3 separate regions of the Zea mays genome follow, and regions 2 and 3 are each linked to region 1. The links are chromatin contacts, called in public Hi-C maps. All regions are on one chromosome and are shown on one strand. The core of a region is the stretch at or near the end of the contact, and the rest is flanking DNA. Distances in the headings are between cores, read along the strand shown.

What was found. Hi-C and Micro-C count contacts between places; a contact is called where the count stands out from the background.
Region 2: a contact with region 1 is called in a Hi-C map of leaf, with 4 times the contacts expected there. The contact joins the promoter of LOC103634653 here to the promoter of LOC100281620 in region 1. A contact is called at or near these places in 4 of 25 Hi-C or Micro-C datasets (bundle sheath, endosperm, leaf and 1 more).
Region 3: a Hi-C map of ear shows a contact between it and region 1, with 4 times the contacts expected there. The contact joins the promoter of LOC100281211 here to the promoter of LOC100281620 in region 1. A contact is called at or near these places in 6 of 25 Hi-C or Micro-C datasets (ear, endosperm, leaf and 2 more) and 1 of 3 datasets of contacts at active chromatin or transcription factors (leaf).

What each region holds. Positions count from the first base shown.
Region 1 is chr8:2,053,343-2,058,220 of Zm-B73-REFERENCE-NAM-5.0, forward strand. It overlaps LOC100281620 (sialin), which reads right to left and starts at 3,620. Exons shown (of 10, transcript NM_001370725.1): 1 at 3,144-3,620; 2 at 2,523-2,630; 3 at 2,272-2,427; 4 at 1,675-1,890; 5 at 1,351-1,560; 6 at 1,133-1,270; 7 at 801-902; 8 at 605-670; 9 at 1-45. The coding sequence starts at 3,512.
Region 2 is chr8:2,224,718-2,228,925 of Zm-B73-REFERENCE-NAM-5.0, forward strand. It overlaps LOC103634653 (COP9 signalosome complex subunit 2), which reads left to right and starts at 1,482. Exons shown (of 12, transcript XM_008657255.3): 1 at 1,482-1,772; 2 at 1,875-1,967; 3 at 3,502-3,580. The coding sequence starts at 1,763.
Region 3 is chr8:1,831,557-1,835,898 of Zm-B73-REFERENCE-NAM-5.0, forward strand. LOC100281211 (DNA-binding protein) reads right to left here and starts at 1,562. Exons shown (of 3, transcript NM_001154130.2): 1 at 1,303-1,562; 2 at 58-640. The coding sequence starts at 1,337.

The DNA.
Region 1 (4,878 bases), core at 2,370-4,869:
ACCCGCTAAGACCCCAGCCGTGTTGGAAAGACCAAGCAGTACACCCTGAAACGACAGGAGACCGACGGTTAGTACCTCATGGATTCAGTTACATCTAGGGTAAAGTCCATTTTTCAACCTTCAACTATCAGGGTAGTCAGGAGTAAATTGATATCCTTGGTACAATTTTAGATATTCATTGTCAGGAGTAAAAAAAGATTTTACACAGGATAAATATAAATGCATTTTCAAACAAAAAAATAATAAGTGTTTTTTTTCCACATGTGACACAATTCTATTAAAGTGACATCCAGTTTTCAACTCCAACTATCATGGAAGTTCATATTTTTCAACCTTCATGTCTGAAACTAGCTGACGTGTCAAGTGGGATGAAAAGCAGGGTGGAATTGAAATCGGATTGTGTTCTGCCTGGTTTCAAGAGTTGGGAGTATCCAGTGTCTAGTTTTGTAGTTTAGTGTTTGAAATCAGACTACCGTCGTATTTGAAGGTTGAAATTGGACTTTACCCATATGTTTAAGGTTCCAGAATTTTGCACACAAGAATAATGAGGTTATAAGTTTTGCATGACATAAGACGTTCTATAGAACATGGAGGAAGAGATTACTGCATATCGAGGGCCTATATCTTGATGGTTTGAGTATAGACCAGACTGCGAAAATGCATCAGTTCCCTGCCATTGGAAAAACATAATGCAATCAACATGTTCTGTTCAGAACACAATGGTAAATCTTAAAGAAAGGTTGTTATATGAAACTGTGTTGTTCTCTCGCCCTAAAGAAAATGCCAAGATGAATAATTACCTGGCTACAAGCCATGCACAACACCGCCATGGCAGGCGAATTAACATGGCTTAGTTGAGTAAGAAAAAATGCTGGCCCCAAGAATCCGATTGATTGCATGATCTGTCAAACATGAAAATACATATGACATAGTGGAAAGAGAAATCTATGCGTGAGAAAATGAAATTTCATCAGGCCACTGGATGAAATTTCATCACTCAGAATGCATAGTGACTACTCACTTTATTCATCATACAGTTTCAGTTTGATGGTTCCATGTGGAGTGTAAATTCAGGATTTTTCTAAAATCTGGTGCCTAATTTTATGAAGTTGGCGACAAGGGAACACTTTACCTTACGAACAGTTGTCACAGATACTCCTCTGCTGACAAGTGTGTCTGCAATCCAACCACCAACATTTGCAGAAACCGCCATGGTGAACCAGGGAAGAACACAGATAAGGCCAGATTCCATGAGGTTGAATTTCAGAACCTATTTTCAAAGCAACTTTTTAATGCACGAATGGTAAAAGTTCATGATATCCAGGTTGAAAGTTTGATGTTTAGTGTTACCTGATTGTAGTATGTGGGCATCCATGTGAGCAAAATGAAAGTTCCCCAGTTATGGCAGAAATGAGAAACTATAAGTGCCCAAACAGGTGGTTTTGATAGTATTAATCTCCATGGAATTGTTTTAACAGGTTCGCCTGCTGTGCTCTGACTAGCAATAAGCTTCTTTTCTGCAGCGCTGATTCCAGGATCTTCAAGTGGGGAACTATATGCCTTGAAAAGAAAAGTGCAATAAAATTCAAAGATAATACAATGAGACCAGGGGACAATATTTGCACCACTGGAATAATTTCGTGTATATAAAGCAACACCTGAAGATAAGCATACCTTGGTTGCCCATGTCGTGAACCAAACAAGCCCTAGGGATCCAAATGAAAAGAAGACTGATGGCCAACCGAACTTATGTATCAGCAAGGGGGAAAATGCAAGTCCTGTAACTGACCCAAGGTACATTCCACTGTACACAAGAGACAATGATCTGCTCCTCTCTGATACAGGAACCCATTTCGAAAGAATATTGTTCATTGCAGGCATTGCAACCCCCTGAGGCAAGAGTGTATATGTTTTATCAGAAAGGTGTATCGATGATATCAATAAAAAAACATGCAGGTTTAAGCAACTCAAAGAAGTTCGCCAATTGTCATAGCTGGGTAAGGGTAGGATGACTTCTCAACGGTGAGAGAACAGGACTATTGGAGTGCATAGCTCCTTGTGAATCTATATTTTCAAAGATCTACAACTACTAATTTAAACACAACAATCATTCTAAGGAAGCAAAAGGTAATTCCTTCAGGCAAAAGGAAGAAGCCTAGGGGAAATCACTCTACATTGAATCTACCAGCATTCATACCATCAACAAGTTTATAAACTTGGATGATAGAGGAGTTGGCAAGTAACCGTAAATCAGTAAGAATCAATGCTTACCTCACCAATTCCCATGAAAGCCCGCACAACAAGAAGAAATGGCAAGCCAAGATGTGCTGCAACAGGAGTAAGAGCTGTAGCTATGGACCACCAAACCACACCAAAACCAAGGACAGTCTTTCCTCCAACAGTATCTGCCCATATCCCTCCAGCTATCTGCGATGAAAACGGGGATAGAATCATACAATAACATTTGTGTTTCTATTCCTAATGCAGAGTTCTCGCGCGAAGCAAGAATTTATGTTACCAACCTGAGTTAGGAGGTAGCCCCAGAAGAAAGATGACTGGATGAGACCAACAGTCTGTGGGTTCCAACCAAACTCTGCGGACATAGGCAGAATAGCAATGCTCATATTTACCTGCAAATGATGGTAATATAAATGCCTCACAAACAAAGTGACACTACAGTTCATGCACTCCTTGGAAACAACTGCTACATGTTTTCCAGTTGGTGTTACCGTGTTAGTGATAACAGGTACATATGACTAGAAGTATTGTATATATGGCAGCAGGGGCTGGAATGGGTTGGGGACTTGTAGTCTTGTAGATGCCACGAAAGATGAACAAGACAACGAGTTGTGCACACTAGTTACAATGGGTGGTTGATTCACCAAGGCACTTGGTTATCTGAAGAGTAGAATCACCTCTCAGCAAGGACACCATCCAAGTCTCCAAGAGAGAAAATCTGCAGGGCTAATGGGACATTGAACACCCCATCTCACTCAAGGCAAGCACTCAGAACAGTCAAATTCAAGTTAGTGCCAGATTCTAGAGCATGGATCCTACTGGCTTGATCGGTTGTGGCCCTGTGGGCACTGGGCACTACCATGCAAGCGTGGGGTCGTACGTAGCACACAAGCAGTGACACGTACGCGGTCCATGTTGCAGAGTAGAAATGCGGAGAAGCAGAGGAAGACGATGGCCCAACGCTTGGGGAACTGTCCCTGCTCCTCCTCCTCACTGTCTCCCTCCGCCGCCGCAGGCGCCTCGGAGAGCAGAAGCCTCCTGACCGACGCCAGCAGCGCCCCGGTGTCTCCACCGCTCCCAGCCGCTTGAGGATCGTCGCCATCGCGGCCGCGGCGCCTTCGCGGAGCTGTCTCCGGCTCCACGTCCGTCCCCCGGAACCCCCGTGTCCTGGTCCTGTCGCCGGCCCGGACCCGCGGCGTCCGCGGCGAGCCGCCGGTCCTGCGCAGGTGGAACGGCGGCGCGGGGCAGGAGAGCGGAAGCAGGTGGAGGAGCATGGCTGCAGAAGGAGGGGGGAGAGAGGGGTTCTGGCGTACGTGTGCGGGCAGTGAGCAAGCGGCGCACGCGAAGCTCCCGCGGCTGCCGGTGGTGGCTGAGATTTTTTTCCCCTCCTCTCTCGAGCTGTAGGCTGTAGCGGTGCCGTGGTGGTGTCGATAAGCCGAGTTCGCGCCGCGCGGAAGTGCGGGAGTGGTGCGGTGCGGCCGTGCGGGCTGCGACTGCGATTCTTCGGAGCGGGGCCGGGGGTGTGGCCGCCCCGGGGCCGGGGATACGAATGGCTATCGCACGCCGGGCACGGCTCGGGAATCGGGGTGCCGCCTCGTTATATCTGCCTACCTGGCGGCTGACGCGTGCGTTGGCGCCCGCCCCGGCTCCGACATGGCGACATCAGATGCAAAGCCAATAATAAGCCATCGAGTCGCACAGCCCGGCAACGGCCCACTGGTTTACACGCAAGCAGGCCCTATTGCCCTGATGCGATGTTTCCTCCCACAAAAATTGTTGATTATAGATTCTGTGTTTCCATGTGCGTAATATGTACTAGTGGGCCGGTAGCTTACACGTATCTATAACGCCAACCAAAGGAAAAGTCTCTCCAATCCAATAGGAGAGCTGATCGACTCAATTCCTATGCTAAAGCAACATTTGTAACGAGAAATTATAATAACAGTAAGAGGACCGTGCATTGTTTCTATATCATACGGATAGATTTTGTTTTAATAGAATCCAAAAAATATGATTTATGTTGTTTAGGTGAGCATGAATATAGAAAAAATAACTAAGGTTCTAACCCTCATGCAAGTGAAGGATAATGCATTTTATATAGAGTAAAGACGTCCAACGTCATCTAAACGAGAAGCATTTGTCTCGAGTAGACCCTATTGGAAAACTCTAACCCTAGAATAGGGTGGGGATATGTATTAATAGACTTGGTATTGGGTCTGGCCCATTACAGAGGGGCGAGAGGGTAAAATACATAGGGAAGACTGCCAAACCCTAATACAATTATAACACTCCCCGCAGTCACAACTCCATCCTGTACAGACGTTAAGACTGGACCGAAAGTCTAGGAATACACTCGTCGGTAATCCCTTGATGAAGATGTCGGTGAACTGCAACGTGGTGGGGATACTGAAGATCCGAACGTCACCTATAGCGACTCACTCCCAGACGAAGTGCAGGTCGATCTCCACATGCTTTGTGCGCTGATGTTGCACGGGATTGGTGGAGAGGTAGATGGCGTTGACGTTGTCGCAGTAGATGAGGGTGGCACGCTGAAGGGGGCTATGGAGCTCGTGGAAGAGCTGGCGCATCCAGGAGGCCTCGGCCACAACGCGGTACTCGGCCTCTGTGCTGGAGCAGGAG
Region 2 (4,208 bases), core at 232-2,731, 170 kb after region 1:
TTAGGGTTCTGTATCCTAAATATAGAGTATCAAATGGTCCTCTACGCTCTCCAGCAGCGTCCTCTAAACGGTCCTCTAAATTTAGAGGGCGCTGCTGGTTTCTTTATATATATAGTTTCTCTAAACGGTCCTTTATCCATTTGAATACTTTAAATAACCGGTTTAGCAAAACTGAAATATGTATAATACATTTGAGAGTATGACAAATATGTATGTACAAAAAATAAAAATAAAAATGTCTCTAATATAGATATTTGAGTATAGAGAACGTGATTTAGAGGACGTTATTGGAGAGAAAAGATATATAGCGGATGAAATCTTTTAGAGGAGACTGTAAAGAACGGATATATAGAATGAATATAGAGGACGTTGCTGGAGACAGCCTAATGCATCACACATGCATTGTCTGTTGATGTCTCTTCATTTTTGCGTGTCCACTACCCACTAACGCATATAGTAGGTTTGCTTGGTTCATTTGCCTTGCGCAGTTGGGATCAGTCTTAACACCCTAAATAAAAAACAACATATTTATTGCGTTCACACAGTATGTTTATCGTGTTCACACAATAGGGTTTCTCTCTCGTGTACCGTTGACTAATATGTATCGTGAGAGGATGTGCATTTTTGGCTCCTCGCCACGCAAAATACATCGTGCGTTTGCATTGCCTATTGTGGAAGGCTGTTTTCATGTAAACAGTATCTTCGGCAAGACAAAAAAGTTATGTGCATTGCGTATATGCATTGGTTCGGTCTAACCCTAAATTTTAAAAATATGTAAAATATGAAATGGAACAAAGAAAAAGAAAAAAAATACCGAAATAGAATACTCCTAAGCACGAACAACCGAATGACACGGCCTTCGAACCTGATTTTTTTTACAACACCTCAAATTAGGACTGAAAAATAAGTTCAAGGAGCGAGCGAGCCAAGCCACCCTTTTAGACTCATTGTCGTAGCGAGCTGAACCGACTCGCGAGATATACCAAATTACTTAATATGTAGAATAATAATGGATGCTAGATAATTTTATAAATAGTTAGTTTATTCCTTAGCTTTTTATGATAGATATATGACAATTTACAATCTAGATTATTTATAATGATGAATGATATCTATATATTTTTTATATTTATATATTAATAATTTATTAATACAATTATATATAACAGAATATGGTTTTCAGCCGAGCAACCAAGGAAAGCTAACACCCCGGAATGCTAAGGTATTCATCTGTAAAGTATACAAGCACATTTCCAATCTACATAAAGATACCAACCAGGTCTCTTACATACTTCAAAGACAGGGCGTCGGCGATCCTCTACTATTAAGAGACAGATAACAATGGTGCCGACAGAACAGAACTTAAGATAATACCTCTCCGGAGAAGTCCTTACATGTCTCAAACTAAATAAATCCAACCTGCAAGAAGACACAAAATAAAAATATGAACTATATGAGATACGAATCGCTAACGCGCGAGCAGTTTGAGCGTTATCTTAAGGATGTGCATAAATGCTATCGTGGTGAACCGCGATAAGCTCGTGAAATAGATGAGCCGAGCTTGGGTTGAGTCGAGCCGGGGTCTGGTTTCCAGACCTAGCCCAAACTGAAAAAATTGTTCTTGCTTCCCGATTTCCAGTCCTCTGTCGTTTGTTGTCCCATACTCCCATCTGTTCTCCGCGAGGCGCAACGAAGGCACAAAACCCTTACCTCCATCAAACCCTAGCGCTCGTGTCCCCGTTTAGCTCCCGTCGCCGCTACCATGGGCTCAGGTAATCCGATCCCTCCGACTCGTGGGCTAAATTCTCTATTATTTGTGGCTTGTTCTCTTGCGGAGAATTTTTTTTCTTGATCATGGATGTTATGGTGATTAGATGCGGATATGGAGGACTACGGGTTCGAGTACTCAGACGAGGAGCCGGAGGAGCAGGATGTCGATATCGAGAACCAGTATTACAACTCTAAAGGTTCGGTCTTGTTCTCCTTCGACTTGCGAGTCGGGTGATTTCTCAGAAAGTCAGAAACTAGCGCGACCGGACTATGCTAGTCATTTTTTATGCTCTTGCTAATTTAGCTATGCCTCATTTCTTTGGTGGGGGAAAGTTAATTTCTTTTGAGGGCAGATCAAGATGAGGAGGTTGAAGACATGCTTATAGCCTTACACACACGGCCACACTTGTCGCTGGTGATATAAAGGCAAATCAATTAAGGGCGGATGCTGGCGGGGTCGCATTCGCCCGTTTGTTGTTCGTTCGAGTTTTCTTTGTATGGTGGCACACAACTCTTAACAAGGAGGCACCAACATTATGTGCTAACTAAGCAAGGTGCCCTCGTGCTCTTTTAGTGCTACCGTCTCCTCTGTAGCTATCTGTTTTAGTTTCCGTATTTGACAATATAGGGACTAAAATGGAATAAAATGAAGGGACTAAAAATTAGTCCGTAGAAACCAAACACCCCATAACAATTAAAATTTGTTTCCATGCAGAATTTTTATTTATACATACACAACTAAACAAAGCTACTGCACAGGAACACCAAATACATGACATCTGTTTCTGTTTGTTACCAAAAAATCACTCTCTCCATGAGCATTTAGTCAGGCAGCTGGACTAGCATATGATTGGCAATAGGTGGGCCTAGGTGGTTGCCTACGTGGAAAAAATTGGCTAGCTAGGCTTGATGACTGCCTAGGGGAACACTTTTAAGAGTTACACCACAATTTAGACATTAGTAATGTCATGGCTTCATGCGTATTTTGAAGCATGAAAATGATCAAGTAACCAACATAATTTTTCAGTGCTTTAGTTAGTTCAGTTTCAGTCAGATTCTGTCACATGCTTCATGCCTTCATGGCTTCATCTCATTGTTTTTGCATCTGATTTGAAACACTATCCTACCTATGTGCGAGGAAGCTTTTTTATTGTCATAAGTTAATTCATTTATGACATTGGACATTCTAGAATAGAAATTATGAGTGTGATGGGTAAATAATTTAGGCGATGATTCTGGGACCTTTGGCCCTTTCTGCTTCAAGGATTAATGTGTGACTACCTAGCCTTCAATACCAGTTGCATGCCACTAATTTCACGAATTGCTTCTATATGCAAGATTTATGTACAATCTAGATCTATTTTGTTCCTTAGATCTATATATTTTTCCATGTAAAGTGTTACATAGCTCATAGATGTCCATGTCATATAGAGGTTTGTTAGTCATAACTTATAAATTATATGAAGATTGTGGGAGTCAGCCCTAAATTCATATTTTCTGCAATCTGCAGTTTCTTGTAACTAATGAACTTGATCTACAGCAGCATTTTCTCAAAATGTCTAACAGGCTTGTTTTTATTAGAAGTCAGATGTTAGTTATACAGGTAGTCCTTCCTCTTTTAGTTCATGGAACAGTAGCTATTCTTTGATCTGTGTGACTAGACTGAAGTATGCATAAATTGTGAGGTTAAAGGAATACAAAATAGTAAATGCTATTACTATCTTTCTGCAGGTTTGGTTGAGACAGACCCAGAGGGTGCACTTGCTGGTTTTGATCAAGTAGTCAGTATGGAGCCTGAAAAAGCTGAATGGTAAGTGAGAATTCGATTTATTTAACATTCTCTCTATTCTGTCTCATATGTTTTTCCTGTTCCTGTGACAGTATGAATGCTAAAGTGTATTTATCAGCCTGGTGAACATTGAGTAAACCAAACCCAATCTAATATAGGAGGTAAACTAATTGTTGTCTCAATAAGATTAAAAAACCCAGTTTTCATGCCGAGATGGTTTGGCTACTTATGTATGCAAACTATCTTTCACTAGCCTTCACCTTTTACTTTGGGCCTTTTCTTGAAGTAGAAGATCTAAGATGGGCCTTACAAAAGTACATGTTCTCAAATGCAGTTGACCGGGATATATTCTCTAATATAAATTATCTTGTGGGCCAAATTAATATTTATTACTACAGAATGCTTTCGTGATTCATGATTGAGTGTCTGCAATTTGTCATGATGTAAATCTCATGGATATATGTACTTTAATGATGTGAGCTGCTGTACTTAGCTGTGCAAATGTTACCGTTAGAATATAAATTTTGTTTACAACTGTGGTATTATAATTGGGCTGGATCGGCTGATGAACCAGATAACTGGTCAGTACTGATAGGAGAAGATTGTGTTAAGCCTGCTTTTAACCGTGTTTCCAGAATTAGTTGGATAA
Region 3 (4,342 bases), core at 312-2,811, 220 kb before region 1:
ATATTTGCACCCAATTTAAGTATAAAACTACCTCTCAGTAAATTATATGTTAAATACCTCCAAGGCTTTGGAGTACCAATGCCGCTTTCGAAGATTAAGAAGAACATAATAGAGTTCACCCCTATCAAATGCATTGCCATCCTTTGCCCATTTCTCAAGTGCTGAAGTGACTTGATGCCTCGGAGCTTCCAACACAGTCTTGAGGAGAATAGAATCAGATAATGTCTTGAGGAGAATAGAATCAGATAATCTTCTAGTGTGCTCCTTCTCAGGTTTTGCATCAGCATCCACATCAGGCAAGCCAAATTCGTCAGCAGCATCCTCATCAGAACTATCTTCAGATGCCAACCCGTCATCGTTTTGAACAGCTGCTGGTGGAACCTCGAGATCAGAAAATCCGTCCTCTAACTCATCAGCTTTGTCACCAGAATTTGCACCTGGCTGAGAGGAGAAACCCCTACTGCAAGCAAACTGGCCAGATGAAAATGACAATTGAAAGGCTGGTGACCTTGGTTTATGACAGCAGCACATTTTCTGGCAGTCTGCCTCATGGTGCTCTTCTACATTCTTTGCATCAGCAGCTAGCAGCACCTCAAGACTCGCACAGACATGGGCACTTGCAACTTTTTGGGCACGGAACCTGAAGCAGAACCAAGAGTTAGCCAAATCTGCAGACAATTATTAGAATATATTGGATGCACAACATACAATAGAAGGGCGATCCTGAGCATGCATTCACATGATGCTAGAAAAACATGCATTCACATGCTAATAAAAAAACATGAAAGATGAACAGGCAATTAACTGTGAAGTTGAACATACAAGTATCAGAAATTGCTCTTCTCATTAAAAACATCTGACGCACTCGTAGTAGCAAATTCCCACAATATATAAACAAACTATAGACAATAAAATAGAAGAAATCATAACAGATACAGATGATTCACTCTATGTCTTGGCAATTACATAGATATAGCTATCCTTAAATCGGCGCAGAAACACAATACATCCAACATAGTGTCAAGTGATACCAATAATCTCAACATGATAATGAACAATTGAACAAAATATTTAACTTTAACCCCTAAAAAATGCTATACCCGTGTGTTCCAAGCAATCGCGACCAACTAACAGCCTAACAGGGGATCAAACATTTCGGGGTGCAGAGGGCGCTGCGACGCAACAAGCATAGCGAATAAGCATCCCCATGCGGATCAAATAGGCCGCCGTTAAAACGACGGATGCAGGGGGGGTGACAATAAGAGACCTAGTCGGATAACCAGCGGCCGGGAGCATCACTACCTGAGGGGGTTGCCAGCTCGGCGAAGAGCCCACATGGCGTCGCTGCGGGAAGGCTCCGGGTGGCAGCGGCTGTTGAGGAGACGTGGAGGAGGAGAGGGAAGGAGGCGGCGGCTAAAACCCTAGCGGGCGCTGCCTTTTGGAGGGATAACGGGGAGGACCGGAGGAAGAGTTCTAAAACCCTAGCGCAATGCGGAGCGCGGCGCTGTTTGGTGACGACTGCGGTGCGGCCTGCGGGTGCGATTTTTAGATATCACCGCGGTGAGGGCGCCCGACGCTACCGCTACACGCGAAGTGTACACAGGAATCGGTGTGTTGAGCCTTCGTCTTTTTTTTCCCCTTGGAAATGGTTGAGCCTTGCTTCCACATGCTCAATGACTCATTGATACGGAAGCACTCGTTTCGATCATTGTGTCGTTGTGTGTGCATAAAACTTGTATTGCTCTCTCCATGTATGTGATAAGAATCATAAACTAATAGGCAAGATTATTAGGGTATTTGGTTTCCACTTCATAAACTTTAGTGACTAAAGCTTAGTCACTAAAATAATAAACTAGTGACTAAAATAGGTCTTTCAAATAGAATTTCTAAAGACTAAATTTCGCTTCCTAAAATTTAGAAGGTTGACTAAAGAAATCAAACATCTTCTATATTTTGTACTCTTAACGATCATTACACATATGGATGACTAAGTAAATTGATATTTTGTTCATAAACATTCTATCTTCTTTTTCGATAGACCTTTGATGACCTCTAATTTAAGTTATAGATGTGTGATAATTTTAAAATTTTAATTTTAACTTGGACTTAAGATGTGTTTGGATCATTTAACTAAAGTCTAATATATGGTGGGACAATAGATTAAATATGGATTGGTGAAAAATATAATGAGTTTTAACCATCATTCATTCTATATTAGTTCATGAATAGTTCATATTTACTTCTTCTAATTGACATCCAAAACCATGACTAAAGTTTAGTTTAGGTATCCAAACACCCTCTTAGTACATTCCTGGTGTGTGAGAATAGGAGCTAAAAGTTGTGCTTATGCGTTGATCCACCTTAAGGATGTCTTAAGCCAAAAAAGATCCAAGGAATATCTCAAGTACTGAAAATTAACTTTGTAAAGTAACATTATGTATATAACTTCAAAATAAATATGAATGTTAAGTTTAATATATAGCCATGAACGGTTCTAACTAATGACCAATTCCTTTCTAATAACCTTATTCATAATTCATAAATCATTTTTTTGTTTCCATAAACTCGAGACCCTTTTGGAGTGAAGGAAAACATACAAAATTTGAAGAATTCAGTCTCTAAAGAAAAAATTCATATGAACCTCGAAGAAGAGGATGTTTCCCAACAACTCTATGGAGTGGGCCATTCTGAAAGGGAATTAGGCTTACACCTAGTCCCTAATTAATTTTGGTGGTTGAATTGCCCAACACAAATTTATTGGACTAACCAGTTTGCCCAAGTGTATAGATTATACAGGTGTTAAAGGTTCACACTCAGCCAATAAAAAGATCAAATTTTGGATTCAACAAAGGAGCAAAGGGCCAACCAAAGGCACCTCTGGTTTGGCGCACCGGACTGTCCGGTGCGCCACCGGACAGTGTCCGGTGCACCACCGGACATGTCCGGTGCACCAGAGGACTCCAACGCCAACTCGTCACCTTCGGGAATTTCCAGAGGCACTCGCGCTATAATTCACCGGACTGTCCGGTGTACACCGGACAGTGTCCGGTGCGCCAAGGAGGAGCGGCCTCAGGAACTCGCCAGCTTCGGGAAAACTCCAACGGATAGTTCGCTATAATTCACCGGACTGTCCGGTGTGCACCGGACTGTCCGGTGTGCACCGGACTGTCCGGTGCGACTCCGGAGCAACGGCTATCTCCGCGCCAACGGCTCTCTGCCGCGCATTTAATGCGCGCTCTGCGCGCGCAGAAGTCAGGCGCGCCCATACTGGCACACCGGACAGCAAACAGTACCTGTCCGGTGTGCACCGGACACCCAGGCGGGCCCACAAGTCAGAAGTTCCAACGGTCAGAATCCAACGGCAGTGATGACGTGGCAGGGGGCACCGGACTGTCCGGTGTGCACCGGACTGTCCGGTGCGCCATCAAACAGACGGCCTCCACCAACGGTCAAGTTGGTGGTTGGGGCTATAAATACCCCAACCACCCCACCATTCATAGCATCCAAGTTTTCCAGCTTCCAACCACTATACAAGAGCTAGCATTCATTGCAAAGCACACCAACAAGAGATCAAATCCTCTCCCAATCCCATTCAAAACCCTAGTGACTAGAGAGAGTGATTTGTAGTGTTCATTTGAGCTCTTGCGCTTGGATCGCTTCTTTTCTTTCTTGATTCTTTCTTGTGATCAAACACTCACTTGTAATTGAGGCAAGAGGCACCAATTGTGTGGTGGCCCTTGCGGGAAGTTTGATTCCCAAGTGATTTGAGAAGAGAAGCTCACTCGGTCCGAGGGACCGTTTGAGAGAGGGAAGGGTTGAAAGAGACCCGACCTTTGTGGCCTCCTCAACGGGGAGTAGGTTTGCAAGAACCGAACCTCGGTAAAACAAATCCGCGTGTCACACTCTTCATTTGCTTGCGATTTGTTTTGCTCCCTCTCTCGTGGACTCGTTTATATTTCTAACGCTAACCCGACTTGTAGTTGTGATTATTTTTGAGAATTTCAGTTTCGCCCTATTCACCCCCCCTCTAGGCGTCTTTCAATTGGTATCAGAGCACGGTGCTTCATTAGAGCCTAACCGCTCGAAGTGATGTCGGGAGATCACGCCAAGAAGGAGATGGAGACCGGCGAAAAACCCACTACAAGCCACGGGAGCACTTCATCGGAAGAGTCCCGCACCAAGAGGAAGGAGAAGAAGAAGGACTCCTCCAAACGGAAGGAGAAAAGATCTTCCTCTTCTCACCACAAAGAGAAGAAGGAAAAATCTTCTTCTCACAAGTCGCATCGGAAAGGTGACAAGCACAAGAGGATGAGGAAAGTGGTCTACTACGAGACCGACACTT